3 separate regions of the Mus musculus genome follow, and all the other regions are linked to region 1. The links are chromatin contacts, called in public HiChIP or PLAC-seq and promoter capture Hi-C maps. All regions are on one chromosome and are shown on one strand. Each heading gives the region's core, a stretch centred on a gene start, on an enhancer-like site or on the middle of the called end of the contact. The rest is flanking DNA. Distances are from core to core; before and after follow the strand shown.

Region 1 (3,095 bases), core at 409-2,908:
AAATATCCTAACATCCAACATCGTGTGAACTTTAGGTCCTAACAACTCTTCCTATTTGTGATACAAAAATTGTGAGTAGCAAACATTTGCAGTCTTGGATCTGGTGTCCCACGCACCCTCCAACCCCCCAGCAGTGTTCTCTGTACAAAAAAAAAAAAAGTAAAACACATTGACTCTTGGCTTTTATTTTATAAGTAAGGTTTCTGTACTAAATCTTTAAGAAAATCTACTTGTAACCACAGGAGTACTGATGTACAAGATTCTGAAATAGTCATTAAAAATGGAGACATTGAGAAGAGAAGATAGAGCACAGGGCTAGAAAGAGGTTTTGAAAGAAATATATCACCAGGAATTTCTAGATAGACTAGACTGGTCAGCTTTTTACCATGGATTCTATGCCTCAGGTACATTTTTAAACCAAGCAGAGTCAAACAAACACAAAGCTGTTCATATTTGGAGTAAGTTTTTGCGTGTGTTTTCTTTTCTTTTCAGTTTTTCTTCAGGTAGCAAAGTCATCTGATATCATAGTAAATACAAAGACATTTAGTCATTGGGTTCTAGGAAGGGCCTTCTTATAAAACAAGCAATCCTTCTAAACAATTCCTTATTATCATTTTCTGTGAAATAAAGTCTCTGTTGAAAATGTTTGGCTATTTCTTCTACCAAAACATTCAAGTCAACTGCTAGGACATTCAAGTTGTGACACAGCAAATTAAATATCGAAATGAACAAAGGAATTCCACTTAGTTTCTCATTATGTCTTGGGCAACTCTTTAAGAAGACTTTGAGATAATCCAGCAAGTTGGCAGAGTGGGTAATTCACAGGCCACTGAGACAAATAACTGAATTTGATCTCTGGGACCCACACCGTGGAAGGAAAGGCCTATCATTGGCAGGCAGTCAGTCTTCTGGCCTCCACAGTCACTCTGTGGCATATGTGTATGCACACATTTAAAATAAATGAATAAAAATATACTAAAACTAAGAAAGCATAATAATGAATTCATTGAAATAGTGAATGTTTTTTGTAATAGCTGAAACAAATTATAGCACCAGTTGAATATATTAATGTTATAAGTCTTTTACTGCTAAATATCTTATTTCTAATCACATCTTTACAGTACATGTTTTAGACTTTACACTGAACTAACTTCTTCTACAGAACAAAATCACATAGGAAAAGGAAACTGTGCAGATGTGGTCCTGTCATTTAGTAGAAGCAGCCCAACTCAGTGAGTTCAAAGCCAGTGACTTTTCATTTGTCAAATAATACTGGTTCAAATTCTGAGCAGGTCTCAATTGAAGAAGGTGGTTCAGCTACTGAAGTTCTCTACTCTTTGACCCCTCTATCATCGTGTTCTTGGCTCTGAGTATAGCCACCTTAACCTGACACATGCTCTTACCTCTGTGTGCTCCATGCAAGCTCCAGCCGCACTCAGTCCAGACATGTCCTGGGAAGACAAGGAAGCTGTTTTTCTGAGAGTCTTGTAAAGCAGAAGGAAAAAGAGAGAAAGAAAAGCTCTTATAGTGCCTTTCACGATGAGAACGGGCAAGCTTTGGAAAACCTATGTCTCTGTTGACTCGCGGTAGAAAATAATAACAAGTTCTCCTTAGACTCCAGCAGAAGTGACTGTATGTTAACCACACAGAATAAGGATGCATGAGAAGTGTGATTTTAACTTTTATTGGCTTCCATGTAACTGGGATTTCCCAGGATGTCTCAAGTAGGCAGGCAGTGACTAAGATGTGGGGCAGATTGGCCTTGCTATGTATATAAATTACCCTTCTTCCTTTAGAGCAGTTTCTCCTACTAGAGGAGGAAGTTTCTACCCACAGAATGCCTGGGGCTAACCTAGCTTTTCTTCTGGCCTAACTGCCAGAAATTTATCATATTTACCCAAGTAGTTAGGTCACTGTTGATTTTTTGACAGCTGATTTCTTGTTTCCTACGGGTGTGACTTTCCAGCAATGTCTCCTAAACATGAGTTTAGCTGTGTAGGCCATGGTGAGTCACATGCACCTGTGAGTGCTACGAACTATCACAGAAGCAAAAATAAATAATAATAATAATAATAATAATAATAATTCTTAACAAAATAAAATGTATGTTGCTTATACACCAAGCCTGGCTTTCATATTGAATACTCATAAGCTGAGTTCAAATTTTTTACCAAGGCATTTGCTTAAATCATTAGATCAATTTTTCCTCCAACATTTTGCTCTGCCTTAATTGGCTGGCTCCTTCCTGTCCTGCTACAGACCTTTCAGTTAATGGTGTACTGGAGATGGGCTGCATAGGGGGCTGAGGGCATTGAGGTGTACTGGAGATGGGCTGCATAGGGGGCTGAGGGCATTGAGGTGTACTGGAGATGGGCTGCATAGGGGGCTGAGGGCATTGAGGTGTACTGTAGATGGGCTGCATAGGGGGCTGAGGGCTTTGAGGTGTACTGTAGATGGGCTGCATAGGGGGCTGAGGGCTTTGAGGTGTACTGTAGATGGGCTGCATAGGGGGCTGAGGGCATTGAGGCATTGGAGCTGTTCTTTGGACGGAATCTTCTGGAACAGAAACAAGTAAAGAAGGGGTTGCTGAAATGAAAAAAAAAAAACTTCTTTAAGTTCAGTCACATGACTGGAGCCTTTTGTAGAGTCACCCCCATACAAATAGGATAAAATGAAAAACAAAACAAACAAAAAACAGAAAACTAGAAACAAAGAAAAAACTCTGGGACCATAAAAGTTTTAAAAGCAAGTGTGTACATTTCTGAGGTCTGACCTTCCTTTTCCATCTATCAGATAGTCAGTCTATCTCTCACTTTCTCCTACACTACTCCATGTTCCTGTCATATTAACTTACCTTAACAACCTGAAATGAGGCTTTTCTGTTCTCCCTTGTGCCCTTGAGCATGCCCCTTTGCCACCCTGCTCCCTGCCCATAGACCTGGTGAACTCAGAACCTCTCCTGTCCTCTGACTGTACCCTGTCTCTTCTCCCCAACCAGAGGGAACACTTCTCCAATTTTGACCATGAGTTTCTTTGTCACTGTGTTCATCTCTGTATCTACATGCTCTAGCAATATTAAACGTATTTCATAATAT
Region 2 (3,326 bases), core at 139-2,638, 550 kb after region 1:
TCAAAAAGCCAGGAAAAGATGTCAGGTGCGGTGACATGTGGCTGGAATCCCAGCAACTGGGAGGCAGAGGCAGAAGGATCACAAGTTCAAAGCCATCCAGTCCACGCGGTTTCACACAAGCGCCAAGGCCACAAAGTCAGATCCTGCCTCAAAACAAACAAAAGAGACAGAACAAGGGGCGAAAAATGAAAATATTAGAATGGATGAAAACCTGTAACTAAATTAATAACCTTGAAGTCTACTAGAACTGCCTACATTCTTCTCTCAGTAGCCATTCTGACCCAAGAATTCTCTACACTCGGCTTTCAGCGTCCACCATTATGCTGAATCCCAAGAACTCCTACAAGTGAGACAATGGAGGTAAGGCTCGGGTTGGCAGGTAGTTGGTGGCTATGGCAGTCCCAATGCTGGATTTCAATGCACAAAACTGGAAACACTGTATCAATCTGTGTAACATTAAAGTGTAACAAAAAAGTGGATTCCCTCCTGCCTGTCACCTCCGGTTGTTATCAGTGTGCAACATTGTAACTCACCTGTTTTCTCAGTTACATCTGAGTCTGGGGTGTTTGCCCTGCTACCTTCCCCTTCAGCATTCTCCTCTTCAGCACTAAGAGAAATTGGTGACGAAGGACGGGCCTGGGAGGGCTGAGGGGCTGCTTCGGGTGCTTCCTCAATCTTACTCCTTTTCTCAAAGCGAAAACGGTCCAAGTTGAAAAGATTCATATTGGGAGGAACCACCACCCTGAGGGGGCTGACAGCTTTCAATGAACTAGCTGCAGGGAGGGAACAAAAAACAGGGGGATGAGGCGGTGAAAACAAGGAGCCACACAAAGCCACCACACTTGGCTCCCAGAGAAAGGGGGTCCGGCCGCACCGATGCCCGAGCCCGGTTCCGGCTGTGCTTTGTTAGGCCACACGGGGACGGCGGATTGCAGTCCCGGCCAAATGCCCGTCGCGCCCTCGACCCGGCCCGCGCGACCCCACGAGCCCGAGCCGACCCTCGCACGAGGTCCTCACCCGGGCCGCAGAGGTGCGCGCCCGCCTTCCCGCCACGCAGCCCGCACCGAGCGCCCGCCGCCTCCACAAAGCCCGCGAGGCCCGAGCCTCCGCCGCGGGAACACAAAGGGCCGAAGCGGGAGCGGCGCGCCGCCCGGAAGTAGACGCGGCGAGGCCCGGCCGAGGAGGAAGCTTGACAGGCCGGCGCGCCGCCGAAGGGAGCCCGCCGCCCGCACGCACGCACGCACTTACAGCCTGGCAGGCTCCTCGTTGGAACAAAGGTGGACAAGAACAAAATAATTCTTTGAGGGAGGCGACGGTAGCCTGGCCGGGACCTTCCAAGGCAGCGCTGGGCAAGCCACGGAGCGCGTAGTGATGACGCAACACGCAGCCCAGGCCTTGTTCTCCCAAGCGTCGCGTGGTCAGAAAAATGTCTGAGCGCGCCGTTGTCATGGTAACCTGTATCTATCTCTGCTAGATTCTAAGGCTGGAATTGTTTCTTGGTTCCTTTTCACCGCGCCGGCTACAGAGCTAATAAAACAATAAAACAAGATGAGAGCAAATGGCGTCGCAAGATACAATTAATTCGGAGCTTGTCGGTTATGTTCCACAATGTCAATATGCAATATAATTTTTCACTAAATTTATGTTCGTCGTTTCGAACGTGACAGTGTTTTAATTGTGTAATCTCAATCATTACAAGACAGTTTTACAAAATAAAAAAAACTGAGGCCTGGCGGGTAAAGGCGCTTTTTAAAGGTGCTTGTTACTAAGTTTGATGACCTGAGTTCAATCACCTAGAGCCACTTAGTAAAAGGAAAAAAACCAATTCTGAACGTTGTTCTCTGGCTTCCACAAGTGTTCTGTGAGACAGAGCGCGCACACACATACACACACACACACACACACACAGTCCTGCAGATGCTAAGTAATTAGTAAGAGACAATATCTGATACTTTTCAACACAAAGGCTTTGCTTGAGCTTCTCCACTGTTGACATGATTTTCCTTGGTTTTGTTTGTTGGCATTTTCTCTTCTAGTCGATTTGTGATACGTGTGCACCATGTTGGATATCCTTTCAGGAAATGATCCCATAGCACACCAAGAAGCAACAGACCAAGGAAAGCTCATACATCCTTTTCTGTGGTAGCCCACCTTCTCTGAGATTAATCTACTTAAAGGAGAACAACATTAATCCCTTGTCTGGACCATGGCCCCATCACTGGACCTCACCCTGAAAAGGTTTCCTTACCTCTCTACCCTACTATACTAGAAAATAGCTCGGGAAAAAAAATGAAAATAGCTTCTTCCACATACATCACCTTTTGAGTACACACACCAACCATACCCAAACCAAAGCAGTCACAATAGAACAGTAGCACATTCCAGATGGCATAAACACAAGGAAACATTTTCTCTGAGATCTGAAATACACTGAAAGTATTTTGTAGACCTATTCTGGCCTCCTTTCTAGACTTGTGACACCATGTTCTTGTGCCTGCACTTACCTTGTCTATGTCCACATTTCTTCTAATGAGAACATAATTTGTACAATATGGGAGCGTGTGCTAGTCACTTCATTTTAACTTCATTACCTTTTCTGAAGACCCTATGTCCAAATGTGGTCCCTTTCTGAACTACTTGGGACTCAGGACTCAACACGCAGAGTTTGTAAGAGCATAAACCAACTAATAACAGTCAACCAGAAAGGAGAATTCTGTTAAGGACAGATAATTTGGGGCTAGTAGTCACTTTGTTTATCCTTATTCCTTGAGACTCTAAAGAAGCCTTTAATCCCAGCACTTGGGAGGCAGAGACAGGCAGATTTCTGAGTTCAAGGCCAGCCTGGTCTACAGAGTGAGTTCCAGGACAGCCAGGACTACACAGAGAAACCCTGTCTCAATTTGCTTTTGAAACTTGAAGTCAAGGAAACAGTGTGGTGCAAGTACTGCTGTTCTAGCCCACAAAGAGTTTTCTGTACAAAATTTTGAGAATCAATAAAGATGGGAGAACTTGGAATGTTTGAACCACAGCTCTCAGAACTTTAGTAACAGCACAACAAATTAAAACAACTCATGCCACAGTGTAAAAAAAAGAAAAGAAAAAGAAAAAAGAAACCCTGTCTCAAAAACCAAAACAAACAAACAAACAAACAAAAACCACAAAACCAGAAGCCATAATATGTTCCCAAAGCGCCTGTGTGGATTCAAAAAGAGAAAAATAAATAAAAGCAAATAAACATTTTAAACGATAAAATATAAATAAATAAATAAATAAATAAATAAATAAATAAGCATGCATGCAAGCCACTTGACATTATAAGAACAAAT
Region 3 (3,170 bases), core at 600-3,099, 880 kb before region 1:
TCATTGATTTTCAATGTTTTTTTCCCCAGATCCAAATTTCTATTTGCTTATTTTAAGTGGGGGAAATAAAAGAAACATCTTTGATAACAATTAACTTTCAGGTGATGTTAGTCATTTGACAATCATTTTGCTATGTAATTGCAATTCATAATTATATCTGAATTACCTATTAGGACTTAAAAAGGTACTTTATAAAATTAAAGTTAATCCCAAACTTAATTTTAGTTTTCCCAGGCTGTCTTTAAAGTTGATGTATAAATGAACATGACTTTGATCTTCTGACCTTCCTTCTCCCATCTCCCAAATTCTGGGATTACAGGCATTGCACACTCTGTCTGTGTAGAACTGGGGAAGGAACCCAGTGTTCATTCATGCTTGGCAAGTAGTCTACCATCTCAGCTACATCCTGGGCCCCACAAACATTTTAATGGCCTATTAAATTTTATCTGTACATATACATCAATCTTCCTTTACATTATGGACTGTAACATATTTGCCTTTATATATAGTTTTGGTGGGTTAGGAGAACACAGGAAAGTCTAAATTTAATTAAATAATCAATAACTGTGTATTGTGTACAGTCCAGGAGAACACATGCATTGAGCTAACAGCAAAATAAGCAGGTAACTAAGAATGTGAGGAGATATAAAGTTAATTTTCATGTTGTATTTTACAATTTGAATATTGTCACTCCATTACTTGCCAGCATTTCAAAGGTATTGTTACTATACTGTGCTATCTATAACTAATCAAGAAGTGACAGTAAACACACACAGCTCATAGAAGAGCTTCAGTTGACGTGTGTGCTGCTGCAGCTCTGATACTAAATAGTAAGACTGTCTAAATACATTATCAGAACTTTTGCCTACTTTTTCTCAGTTAAAAAGATATCCAGTTGTCTAAAACCTCTCAAAAATAACTTTCACGTTGTTATTCTCAGAATGAACATTTAGAAATGTTTGCAAAATGTATGATTATTTTTCGATCTAATGAACTTATTTTTTTCAAAACTGGCGATGGAACTCTGTACCTTGTGTGTACCAAGCAGCACAGTACCACTGAGATGCACTCTTCCTAAGCTAGAATATATGGAAATAGAACTTTCAGTTCATCTTTGTGTTCCTAGAACAGGGCAAATTCTGTTTGGTTCACCCAGAAACTGTGTTTCTACCAGGAAATGCTCATCAAAGACTTATAATTATGAATTTTAGATTCTTCAGTTGAAACAGAGAGTTGAGACTATTTTCCTGGATATATGCGGAAAAACAATAAGTGTTTTTTTTATAACGAAACATTGTAAGGACAAGGGCTAAGCTACTTTGGAAGTTGTGCTTATTCAACAATGGTAAGAAGGCTGTAGTTTTAATTTGTTTCAGTAGATGGCACTAGGGTCTCAAGTAAAAACTCAGTTTTAGGAAAAACAAAAAAAAAATGTCTTTACTATTTAAAACAAAGCAGATGTCATAAAAATCCATGGGACTATTATATGAATAATCACATACGTACAAACAAGTGGAAATTAAATATTCATCAGATATCTTGCTTCAGCTTTCTTAACCCTAAACAATTGTGGAAGATTAGATAGATTGAAGAGAGAAATAAACACAAACTTGAAGATTATAGTTCCGCAGAAAAGTCTCCAGGATGTTTTTAGTTACAGTTTCCTTGCAAGATTTATTTCTTTAAAATATTTTAAAGAATCACATTATTTTCTCCTTTTCTAGTTGTACTCACTAGCTGTTCACAACTTGGACACGGAAGAAAGCCTAGAAGATCTCTACCTAGAATTCACAAAACAAAGCAAGCACATACACGTTGTTTGAAAAGATTCCCTCCTTAGAAGCCTTGGCTCTTTTTGTGAACATTGTTAGGATCTACTCAGTGGAGAGAGCTGTAGTTTTATTCCTTCTGATATCTGAGACCAACAAGTAAGTGTTCACCCTGGAAGTCTCTCATTTTCTTTGACTGTTTCTTATTTTTTATACAAAGACTCACCATGTAGCCCAGGCTAGCCTAGAACATAAGATCTCTTCTGTCTCTTTCCTTAGTGTTGGGACTCCTTGATTTAAAACAATTACCCTTTATTTCTATCTCTTCTTATAGAAAACTGGGTATCTTGGATGTAGTGTTTGCAACTCTTTATTACAATCACTCTTTATCTTTTCCTAGGCTCAATGATTATTACCAGCTGGTTAAAATACAGTGTTTGTAAAACAAACCAGTATTTCCTTGTATACTTTAAAAGTATGATTATATTATATAAACATATTACAACTATTCTCATTTTCTTTAACCAGATAGAAGTTAATGATTAGAGAAATCCACATCTCTACTTAAAAAGTTTTAAAATACTATGAGAGGATATTGATGTAGAGAAAATTTTCATGGAAAATGTATGACATAATAATTACACAGTAATAAAAATATAGGAGCATAAAGACAAAAGAAGTACTGAGATTTTAATTCTGTGATTACACAATTGTGTTTTTACAAGGAGCTAAAACTGTTTGGCTTCAATAGTGTAACTTCCCAAAAGTCACTTTGTTGTGATGTCCCCAAATTCCAGAGCTTTCTCTTTGCCCTCACCCAATCCGACTCACTGGCTCATCTTTGGCTTTTGTGTGGTGTCTTCACTGAGTAAAGCCACGACAGAGGAATGGAACCACAGTCTCCTCCTGAGTCCACATCGTCCCCAGTGCAAACACGTGTTGCAAAGGATTTCAGTTTTACTATTGCAGTCAGTAGAGAAACCAACTGGGGATAAGTTTGAAGGACGTGCTGCTGATCTTAGATGCCTTCTTGAAGTCAACCACATAAGCAGGTAAGTTTTTATGCTCCTTTCGAGTAACTAAGTTTTTCTTTCTTTTTTCTTTTTTTCCATTTTACTTTGTTTTGAAGGGACACAGGGTTATGAGTCAGCGCTTTTAAGAGTCAGGAAGGAACCAATAGAAAAAGAGGATTCCCTGCTCTCTGCCTGTTTGATGGGACTTTATTACTGGAGTTTGCCACATGGCAGCAGTTACCTTAAGGTGGAATTTGGAGATGGCAGTGGAGAGCAGGGAGAAGCAGCACAGAGCATTGAAACGCCATAGAACCCGCACAGATGCAGGCTGGGATGCTTTTACAAAACATTGTTTCTGACGGAAAGTTCGACTTTGCCCCCTCCCCCT

Evidence for each region. HiChIP or PLAC-seq counts read pairs in DNA pulled down with a chosen protein or histone mark. Capture Hi-C pulls out chosen DNA fragments and counts their contacts.
Region 2: a promoter capture Hi-C map of pancreatic islet shows a contact between it and region 1. The contact joins the promoter of Smarcad1 here to the promoter of Tnip3 in region 1. A contact is called at or near these places in 1 of 39 promoter capture datasets (the HPC-7 cell line), 2 of 484 Hi-C or Micro-C datasets (CD4 T cells and LSK cells), 3 of 115 datasets of contacts at active chromatin or transcription factors (bone marrow-derived dendritic cells, memory CD8 T cells and pancreatic cancer cells) and 4 of 9 other capture datasets (adipose tissue, liver, macrophages and 1 more).
Region 3: an H3K4me3 HiChIP or PLAC-seq map of bone marrow-derived macrophages shows a contact between it and region 1, with 9 times the contacts expected there. The contact joins the promoter of 2610300M13Rik here to the promoter of Tnip3 in region 1. A contact is called at or near these places in 12 of 39 promoter capture datasets (the 3T3-L1 cell line, 3T3-L1-derived adipocytes, cranial neural crest and 8 more), 2 of 484 Hi-C or Micro-C datasets (Th1 cells and cerebral cortex), 8 of 115 datasets of contacts at active chromatin or transcription factors (bone marrow-derived dendritic cells, bone marrow-derived macrophages, embryonic stem cells and 2 more) and 3 of 9 other capture datasets (adipose tissue, embryonic stem cells and liver).

The regions. Positions count from the first base shown.
Region 1 is chr6:65,588,961-65,592,055 of GRCm38.p6, reverse strand. Tnip3 (TNFAIP3 interacting protein 3) reads right to left here and starts at 1,658. Exons shown (of 8, transcript NM_001001495.2): 1 at 1,404-1,658. The coding sequence starts at 1,448.
Region 2 is chr6:65,040,653-65,043,978 of GRCm38.p6, reverse strand. It overlaps Smarcad1 (SWI/SNF-related, matrix-associated actin-dependent regulator of chromatin, subfamily a, containing DEAD/H box 1), which reads right to left and starts at 1,388. Exons shown (of 24, transcript NM_001355250.1): 1 at 1,249-1,388; 2 at 534-773. The coding sequence starts at 723.
Region 3 is chr6:66,465,162-66,468,331 of GRCm38.p6, reverse strand. 2610300M13Rik (a long non-coding RNA gene) reads left to right here and starts at 1,849. Exons shown (of 3, transcript XR_869151.1): 1 at 1,849-1,928; 2 at 2,567-2,821.